Linked DNA regions of Triticum aestivum: region 2 is linked to region 1. A link is a contact called in public Hi-C data. All regions are on one chromosome and are shown on one strand. The core of a region is the stretch at or near the end of the contact, and the rest is flanking DNA. Distances in the headings are between cores, read along the strand shown.

Region 1 (4,528 bases), core at 565-3,064:
TACCTATTCGGCAAGGCGGAGGAGATTATTTTCTTGCATGGGCATTTGAAAGATCGGGGAACTACACTGTGAAGTCGGCGTACCGAGCTCTCGTGACTCAAAAAGAGCGTGTTGCTCTAGAGGAAGGGACGGCTACCAAAACCTCAGAGGAAGATACGCAGTTGTGGAAATCCCTATGGAAATTGAATGTCATCCCGAAGGTTAGAGTGTTCTAGTGGAGGGTTCTTCATGGTATTCTCCCAGATGAAGCCACTCTTAACTATCGACATATTGCAGAGATTCGTCGATGCAAAGTTTGTTTGGCAATGGACGAGAATTTGGAGCATGCACTCATACATTGCTCACATGCAAAATGCTTTTGGGAAGAAGCGTACGCTTGGTTTGGCCTCAGATTGCCTCGTCTTCATCCAGACTCATGGGCGCGGGATATCACATGTGATCCTCGTTTTACTGATGACGACCGCGCCAAGATCACAACAATAATGTGGTCCATCTGGCACTCCAGGAACCGGATCAAGCACGGCGAAGAGGGAAAGAATCCTACGGTGACGATCAGGGCTACCAAGGAGGCGATTGCCCTTCTTCATCTTCCACGTCGAGATGCGATGATCCTGCCTGGTTTCGGTTGGAGACCACCTGATGAGGGACTCGTCAAGATATCCATAGACGGTGCCTTAAACCTAGGAGATGGCAGAGGAGGTGCGGGAGGAGTGGCTAGATCCTCTTCGGCGCTCCTAGGAGCATGGTGCAAACCATATTTGGGTATTTCTGATCCCTTGATTATGGAGGGATTATCACTACGAAATGGAGCTCGATTCGCTTCACTTTGAGGATTCTCGCATGTGGTCATGGAAACCGCTTGTTTGGAGATGGTGATGCTCTGGAATACTCGCAACAATTCTCGGTCAATTGTGGCTCCTTTATTGTTAGAATAGGAGAGCTATGTAATAATTTTACTTCATTTGATATTTAGCATGTATCCATGTCAGCTAATGTCCCGGCGCATCTGTATGCAAAGCGTGCTTGCACTCTGAATGTGACCAATAGCTGGCTTGATGAAACTCCGGGCTTTTGTTGACCAGCCAGGCTGACTGTTTCAAAAATGCCTTTATATGCGAAAGTGCCTTTCTGCTCCCGAGCTCATTTGAGCTCGGTGAACAGTAAAATAAAAAAAAATCAAAGAAAATTCAAAAAATTCCAAATTTTTTTGGGGAAAAACATTGACAAAAGTTCTAAGTGCTTGCAAAAATTCATCATGAAATCACATTCCTGTAAGGCGTGGCAAAAAAAAACAAATTCAGGCTCCAAAATACTTTTGAAAGTAGCATTTTCTGAGTACCGATTTTGTTTTTTTTCCACGCCTCCTAGAAATGTGATTTCATAACGAATTTTTGCAAGCACTTAAAACTTTTGTCAATGTTTCTCCCAAATTTTTTTTGAATTTTTTTAAAATTTTGTCGACTTTTTTCAATTTTACTGTTCACCCGAGCTCAAATGAGAGCTCGGGTGCAGAAACTCCACGTCCCTTTATATGAATATAAAGCTCTTTGGTTTCAGAAAAAAAAAAGCTTGCCCGTGATCTTCACCACGTGGCCCTCCGGTGGAACACGTGCCCTCAGCTGGAACGGTGGAAGCCATAGGAAGCACACGGAGAGGCATCTGGTCCATTCCGTCCCCATCTCCAAGCAAGGAGCCACAACCAGACCAGAATATTAAACGCAACACAAATCTCCACACACTACCCGCTGCCGAGCCCGCCAATCTATCTGCGTGGCACGTGCCCCGCACCGTGACCGACGCCCTACGCAAAGCACATCTCAGAACAGAAACGAATAGTTGTCCCAGTAAAAAGGAGAACATAAATTCCTTTTGGCGAGGCGAAAAGCGGAGCAGCGCTCCTGCGCGCACCTTCTCTTCTCCTCATCAATCAATCCAGCCCGAACACCACCACGCACCCACCTCGGCACGCGGGAGGCAGGCTGTGGAGGGCGGCGAGGCGAGCCATGGCGTTCCTCTTCGGCGCCTTGCTGGGGCTGGTGCTCGGCGTCGGCGTCGTCATGGCGTTCGCGCGCCTCGAGAATTCCCGCGCCGAGCAGCGCCGCCAGCTGGTACGCGCGACGACCCCCCCCCCCCCCCCCCCCCCCCCCCCCCCCCGGCCTCCTCGCGTTTCCAATTTCTCTTCCCCTCGCGCGCGATTACGGTGATCCGATTCCGACGCGATTCGGTTGGCCGCTGGGTTGGTCCGTCAATCTGTGCCTCTACAGGTGTTCGAAATTAGGAAATGCTGGGTTAGAACGCTGCTGATTGGAAATCAATTGCTAGTATCCATGTTGGGCGATATGATGCGGATTAATTGTGGAGCCATGGGTGGTTCATCTATACGGGCCATAATTGCTACTAGGCTTTGATCCTAATCACGCTTGTGGTTTCCAGTTTGGGTGTATTTACGGCTGTCATCAAGTGCTCCGCCATTAGTTAGCTGTGATTCAGTCTAACTCAGCTGGGCATTTCGACGAGCAGTTGGCGCGCGTCTAGCAGCACGGGGAGGACGCGGGCATGGAGCCCTCCGGCGAGGTGGCTCTGGTCCTTGCCCACCTCCGACCGTAAGGCTGCTCCGCTTGACGGCTAGGCGCGAGCTCGCGTGTATGCCAAGGCCAAGCCGCTGAATGTGTTCGCGCAGCTGGCCGTACGCACAGCTCCGCCCCGGCCCCGGCTCCCTGGCCCCTGTCAGCCTCTGTGCTCACCACTGTGAGCCGCACAAGCTCCGCGATGGCCCACACACAGGTTGTAGCCGTTGTCGGCGACCACAGCAGCGCCCTCCGACGCATATGAATGGGCTGACTATCCTCATTGAGACATTGGGGTTGGTAATGAATTAATAGTTCAATTGCAGCAATTAGGCAATACGCATATGAATTGGTTTTGACTCAGGGATTGTCAATAGCACAATCAGTTCCATTGATGGAAATGAATATATATATATATATATAGCCACAAAGACGCTCGCTACTGTGTATTGAATTGTGCACTTTGAATACGTCCTTGCATTGAAATGAGCATTCCAAAAAGTGAAAACACCTATTCTTTTGAATTAAATAATGCTTTGGTTTACTGGCTACCCTGTGCAACTCTTAGTTCCACCACTCCCACTTTTAAATTTTGGTGAGCTGTGAAAAAATTATCTTGAGAACCTAGCAACTATTATTTGATGACAAGAATATCTTCCTACAGCAACACTTGTTTGTGGACTGATCAATTCTCACCATAATTTTACCTTTCTGCAGACTGCTACAGTTTCATCTTTCTCAAAATTGTCTGTTCAAGATCTGAAGGCACTTATTCCTACTGAGTCCTATCCATCGTGGGTATCTTTCACCCAAAAGCAGAAGTTGAGCCTTTTTCTCTCTTAACTTCCTATTAAGCTTTGACCTTGGTGTTTCCAATGTTGTGCTGATACCTTAGTTTTCTGTTTTTCATAGCTTAAATGACCGAGTGACCTTGGCCTTATCTAATGTTGTACTGATACCTTATTTTATTTAACTTCTACAGCTTAAATGGCTGAACCAAGAATTGGTGAAAATCTGGCCATTTGTCAATGAGGTGCTATTCCAGCTTCATTCAAGTATCTACTAAAGTTCTGATACCAGATACTGAGTTTTCCTACTGCGTCTTTGAATAAATTAGTTCTGGATATTGGAAGTTTACTTAGGGTGGCAAGTGTGGTTATTGTAGGCTGCATCGGAACTGATAAAATCTTCTGTGGAGCCTGTATTCGAGCAGTACAAGTCATTCATTTTGGCCTCCATCCATTTCTCAAAGTTGACACTTGGTACTGTTGCTCCTCAGTTTACAGGTAGGACATCGTTATAAAATAATGATAGTTTGTTGATGGATAAATGGTCATTCTTTTTTGTATCGGACAGTATAATATACCGGTATATTATGGTATAGTTTGCGTAGATAAGCCTTTAGTTTTGCGCACAAGAATTAAGGAGTAAAGTCCGTCACCTTATTTATCCCCATGCATAGTTTATTTTTTCTCTTAAGAGACAGAACTAATTCTCTTACGTGTGCCCTTTTCACCATGTAAATTTGAGTGCCACACTTACAAGACAGTAAAGTATACCTAGAGGTTGACAAACGACTTACACAGAGAACGGTTCACTATCTACTTCAAGAAGGCTGGAAGAGGATATCAATTGGCAGCCAGAAATTATTTTTTGCTAACATTTTGTTTGATTTGGCTATGTTCTTTTGATACAGTAGCCGTAAGTGAAATATGTAGTTCAATTTGGTTCAAATATTTTGGACAATACTGCTAGTAAGAAAGTGGCCATGACTTAATTCTCATTTTCAATGGAAGGATGTAGCAACACATTGTCATTTGGCTTCCTATGCCACCCCACCCCCAACCCCTTGTGCTCTTGTTAGGCTGCAGGTGGTAGTTGTTCGCTCCTTGTATTTATATAAGAATAATGTTGCCCGACTAATGTTGGAGGAGGGAGGAATAAGTATGAGTGGCGGCATT
Region 2 (4,217 bases), core at 687-3,186, 160 kb before region 1:
TCGATGTCACTTGATTGATCCCTTGTAACAAAACATGTTACCCCACATGTTGTGTGTCTGCAAGAACCGCCTTTATCATCGCCGTTTCATTCTCATATTCGTCTTCACCTGATAAGGACGAATACATGAGGTTCCCGTAGAAGTACTCCGTGTCCGGATGCATCGTGTTTGCTTCAAAGTAAGGACAAAGAAGTCAATTTTTTTGTCTATGACATTCGGCCGAACACTTGTTGGGCATGGTGTCCTCCATGAACGACATCTGAAGTGGCAGAAGGTATATGGAGAACTGTCGGGTCAAGGGTGGTTCCACAGTGTTGCTGGTCTAACGGTGGAGGTCCGTCAAGGCCTCGGCGGTGGCGCAGCGACGACGTTGGATCTGGGAGGTAGCGGATCCAGAGAAGGAATGAGGGACGGAGCGAGGAAAACAAAGGGTCTGGGTTGGGTTTTTGAGGCTTCCCCAATTTCGTTGCAGATCGTCTGGAAAATAAATAGATGAATTTGAGAGAAGCGGAGCTAGCTCGCCAGATTTTGTTGAACTTAGCTCAGATAAATGGTATATAAACTGCAATGCACATAAAGAAACATTAAATAGAATATAAAAAAGACAAGAAAAAAGGACCCCAATAACTGACGAATGTCAGTTAAGAAGGGTTGGCATTTGCAGGCGAATTTCATCTTTGTTTTTAGTCATAATAGAGGGATGACAACTTCTTTAGAATATAGTATGTCGGTTCCTTACAGAGAAGGCAAATTTTGTTTGTAAACTGGGACTGTTTGATCTCGATCAAACAGCTATGAGGGGAGTCACTGGAACTGCCAGAAATTTGACGTTCACCGATATCATTATCGAAAACAAAATTGATTTGTCAGACTGCGAATAGTACCAATATGGCAATGCGTTACTGTTTATATCCCAGCTTTGAATTTGGCAATGTTCATAGTTTGGCTTATCTGCACCTTTTTACTATGAAGGTATGTAGTATGATAATACTTATTTTGTTTTAATTTTTTCCTTTCCGGTTCCACTACCGCTGCAGATTAGAACCTGACAACGCCACAAAAAAAGCAAGAAATGGTGAACCGATCAATTCAAAGCACCCCCGCCGCTTTGCACGGCTAACAGAAGTTGGCACCGAGCAAAAGCAAAAGCAATCTTGATTTCGACACAAGTAGGGGGGTCTGAACTGTCTTCCATATATCACTTTTCTGTTCATCCCCTGATCCGATGAGGTGCCAAAGCGGTTTCCACTTGTCCTCGCTCCACCTCCCCGCGTGCGTCGTCGGCGTCGCGATCCTCGGCCGTCGGCTGCGCGCTCGGTGCTTCAGAATTCGGTTCCCGGAACGTAATTTTGGACTATGTAGTGTAGTGCACCTCGCATGGCGGCCCCCCTTGCCTAGCACGCCCGATCAGCAAGACTTTTTTTTTTTGGTGTGTGTGTGTGTTAAAAAAACGCTTGTTTTTGCAGCCCCGTCTAGAAGCGTGGTGGATCCGGGGAAGGAAATGGTTTCTGTGGGGACGAGCGAACGGGAGGGAAGTTCCTCGGCTGTTCGTGGCAAACAGAGGAACGTGAATAATCCACGGAAAGAAAAGAGAAGAAGAATCGAAGCGGGGATGCCGTTGAGGCGCAGCCAGCCGGCCGTCGGGACCGGACGAGGCAAGCCCAAGGAGAACGATCGACGACCACGGACGGGCATAGTAAAAGACCGCGTCGTTGTCGATCGGGGCCACGGCCTGCGCGCCTACGCCACCGGTGCCGTGGCCCCGCGTGCCGCGTCCGTGCGTGGCCAGCACCAGCGGCTTCCCTTCCAAGCAACCGAATCCATCCAAGCACGGCTCGGCCTCGCTTTCCCTTGCTCCTCACGCCCACGCCCCCGGACGCGTCGCCCCTCCTCCCCACGCGCATTCGCCTCTCCTTTATAAACGCGGGCCACGCCGCCCGCCACACACCAGTCACACTCACACGGGTTCAGACACATCGCCTCGCCTCGGCCCGCTGTTCGCCGCCACCAGCTAGCTAGTCCAGCGCCACCGCCAGGCAGCCCACGGCCGCAGCAATGGCGCGTCTCGCCACCATCCTCAGCTTCGGGGACCACGCCGAGGAGGGCGCCGGCGCCTTCACGGAGCCGCAGGAGGACTACCAGCAAGAACACGACGACGACGACGACGCGGCGTCGGACGCCAGCGGCGACAGCTTCGAGTTCGCGTTCGCGCGGCCGCTGGCGCCGGCGGGCGGGGAGGCGCTGGCCGACGACCTCTTCGCGCACGGCCGCATCCTCCCGGCCTACCCGGTCTTCCACCGCCGCCAGGCCCACGACGACGACGCCTCGGCCTCGGCCACCTCCGCGACGGCGCCGCCCTCGCCGGACACGTACTGCGCGTGGGCGCCGCGGTCCGCGCCGGGGTCGCCCGCGCGCGAACCGGCCGCCTTCCCCAAGAGCGCGTCCACGGGCACGGGCGAGGCCGCGCGCCGCTTCCGCCTGCGCGACATCCTCGGCTCCGGCGGCCGCTCCCACAGCGACGGCAAGGAGAAGTTCCTCTTCCTCCAGCCGACTCCCGCCAAACCCAAGTCCAAGACGAGCGCATTATCCGCCGCGTCGGCTCCGGCCAACAAGAAGACTTCGCAGCAGAAGCAGGGCAAGAAGAAGGGCGCGGCCGCCGCTCCGACGGAGATGGACATGGCCACCGCGCACAGGCTCTTCTACAGCAAGCCCGGAGCCGCGGCCGGCCCCGGCGGCGAGAGGACGACGACGACGACGAAAAAGTCGTACCTGCCCTACCGGCCGGCCATCGTCGGCTTCTTCGCCACCGCGCACGCGCTGCGCCCCAAGCACCACCCCTACTAGCCATCACATCCCATCCCCTGCTCCGCTGCTGCCACGATAAATCTCATCAAATTAAATTAGTTCGTTAATTCGTTCTTTTGTCAGATTCCACGCTCCCGGAAAAAAAGAGATTCGGTCAAATCGCTGGTTCTCGTTGGTGTGTAAATATAAAATCGCGTGCTTTCTTGACCCTGAACTTGTCAATTTCCAGCTACGGCACGTACCCTATAGTTTACTGCCAATTGTGAATCCATCTGTCTTGTAAATTAGTCAGCTAATTCACCCGAGACCAACAGTTTGGTGTAGATTAGTCATCAGTTAATACGAGTTGGTGAGTTTGGATAATCTACTGCTAGCAGTAAAAGAAACTGACCTTTCTGGACTCTGAACTCGTCAAATTTGGCGCTGCATTTCCGTGTCAGCTCCGCAGGGCTGTGCATGCGTCCGTCCGAGCTGATCCTGTCTCGCGGATTACCGCAGTTTGTTATTCCCGGACCAGTACAAGTTGGCGAGTTTGGATAATCCATTAGAAAATCCGAGCATTCTCGGTTGGAAAACAGCCATGGATTGACCGTTCTGGGTCAAAGGATTTGCGTTTGAGGGAGGAGATTCCGTTCCGTCCGAAGTAGGTGGCTGCGAGGAAATATTCCACGGGTTGCACGAGGGGAGTTGCCGGGGAGCTAGCTGGGCCCGACCCTACGTATGCGCGTGCTGGTTCTTTCCGTTTGTGTGCATGATCATCTATCTATGTATCAAAACGCGGTCAAGGTTCGTTGTGAACGTGCACTTGTTTATCAACGGTATTGAAGAGCGCGGCGAAAGCCAGGTTCATGTTCTTCTTCTAGAACGTGGTACTTTTCCCGATTTGGGAACCCGAGAGGGCAGAGGACTGGGGAGTCGGAATCGACCGACCAGGCTGATTTGCTAGTCAGCACACGCGGAGCTAGGCTCGATTTGTCGTTGTAGAACCGTGATTATAATCTGTCGTGATAATATCATCGCATAATGAATGGTGTAATTCTGCTCCTGCATCACGTCTCACGTGGAATCAAGCTAGCAGCGGAACAGAGAACCAATCTGCGATTGAATGGTTATTAAGAAATGAGGTTGTGTCCTCGTCCTATCAGGGTTTAAGCCCTAGATTCACACATGTATCGGACGGATGAGTGTGTGTGTATGAAAGGTCTGCATTTCTACTGTGTTTCTTAAGAAACAAAAGGCTACCGGACCGGGTGCACTTGCTTTAGGCTGGCCAAGCAAAGCACTCTGCAGACTCGATGCTTCGGCTAGCAAGCACGTCCTCCCTCCAGGTTCATTAATCCCTTCAATAATTTTCCTCCCGCAAATAATAATAATAATAATAATATTTTTTTTTTGCGGGGAATCCCTTCAAT

The links. A called contact is a pair of places that touch in the nucleus more often than the background predicts.
Region 2: a Hi-C map of leaf shows a contact between it and region 1, with 4 times the contacts expected there. The contact joins the promoter of LOC123133739 here to the promoter of LOC123136117 in region 1. A contact is called at or near these places in 2 of 5 Hi-C or Micro-C datasets (both in leaf).

What each region holds. Positions count from the first base shown.
Region 1 is chr6B:128,600,878-128,605,405 of IWGSC CS RefSeq v2.1, reverse strand. It overlaps LOC123136117 (synaptotagmin-5), which reads left to right and starts at 1,814. Exons shown (of 13, transcript XM_044555412.1): 1 at 1,814-2,108; 2 at 3,285-3,389; 3 at 3,550-3,600; 4 at 3,733-3,853. The coding sequence starts at 2,004.
Region 2 is chr6B:128,756,899-128,761,115 of IWGSC CS RefSeq v2.1, reverse strand. It overlaps LOC123133739, which reads left to right and starts at 1,936. Exons shown (of 1, transcript XM_044553153.1): 1 at 1,936-3,116. The coding sequence starts at 2,056. The coding sequence ends at 2,844.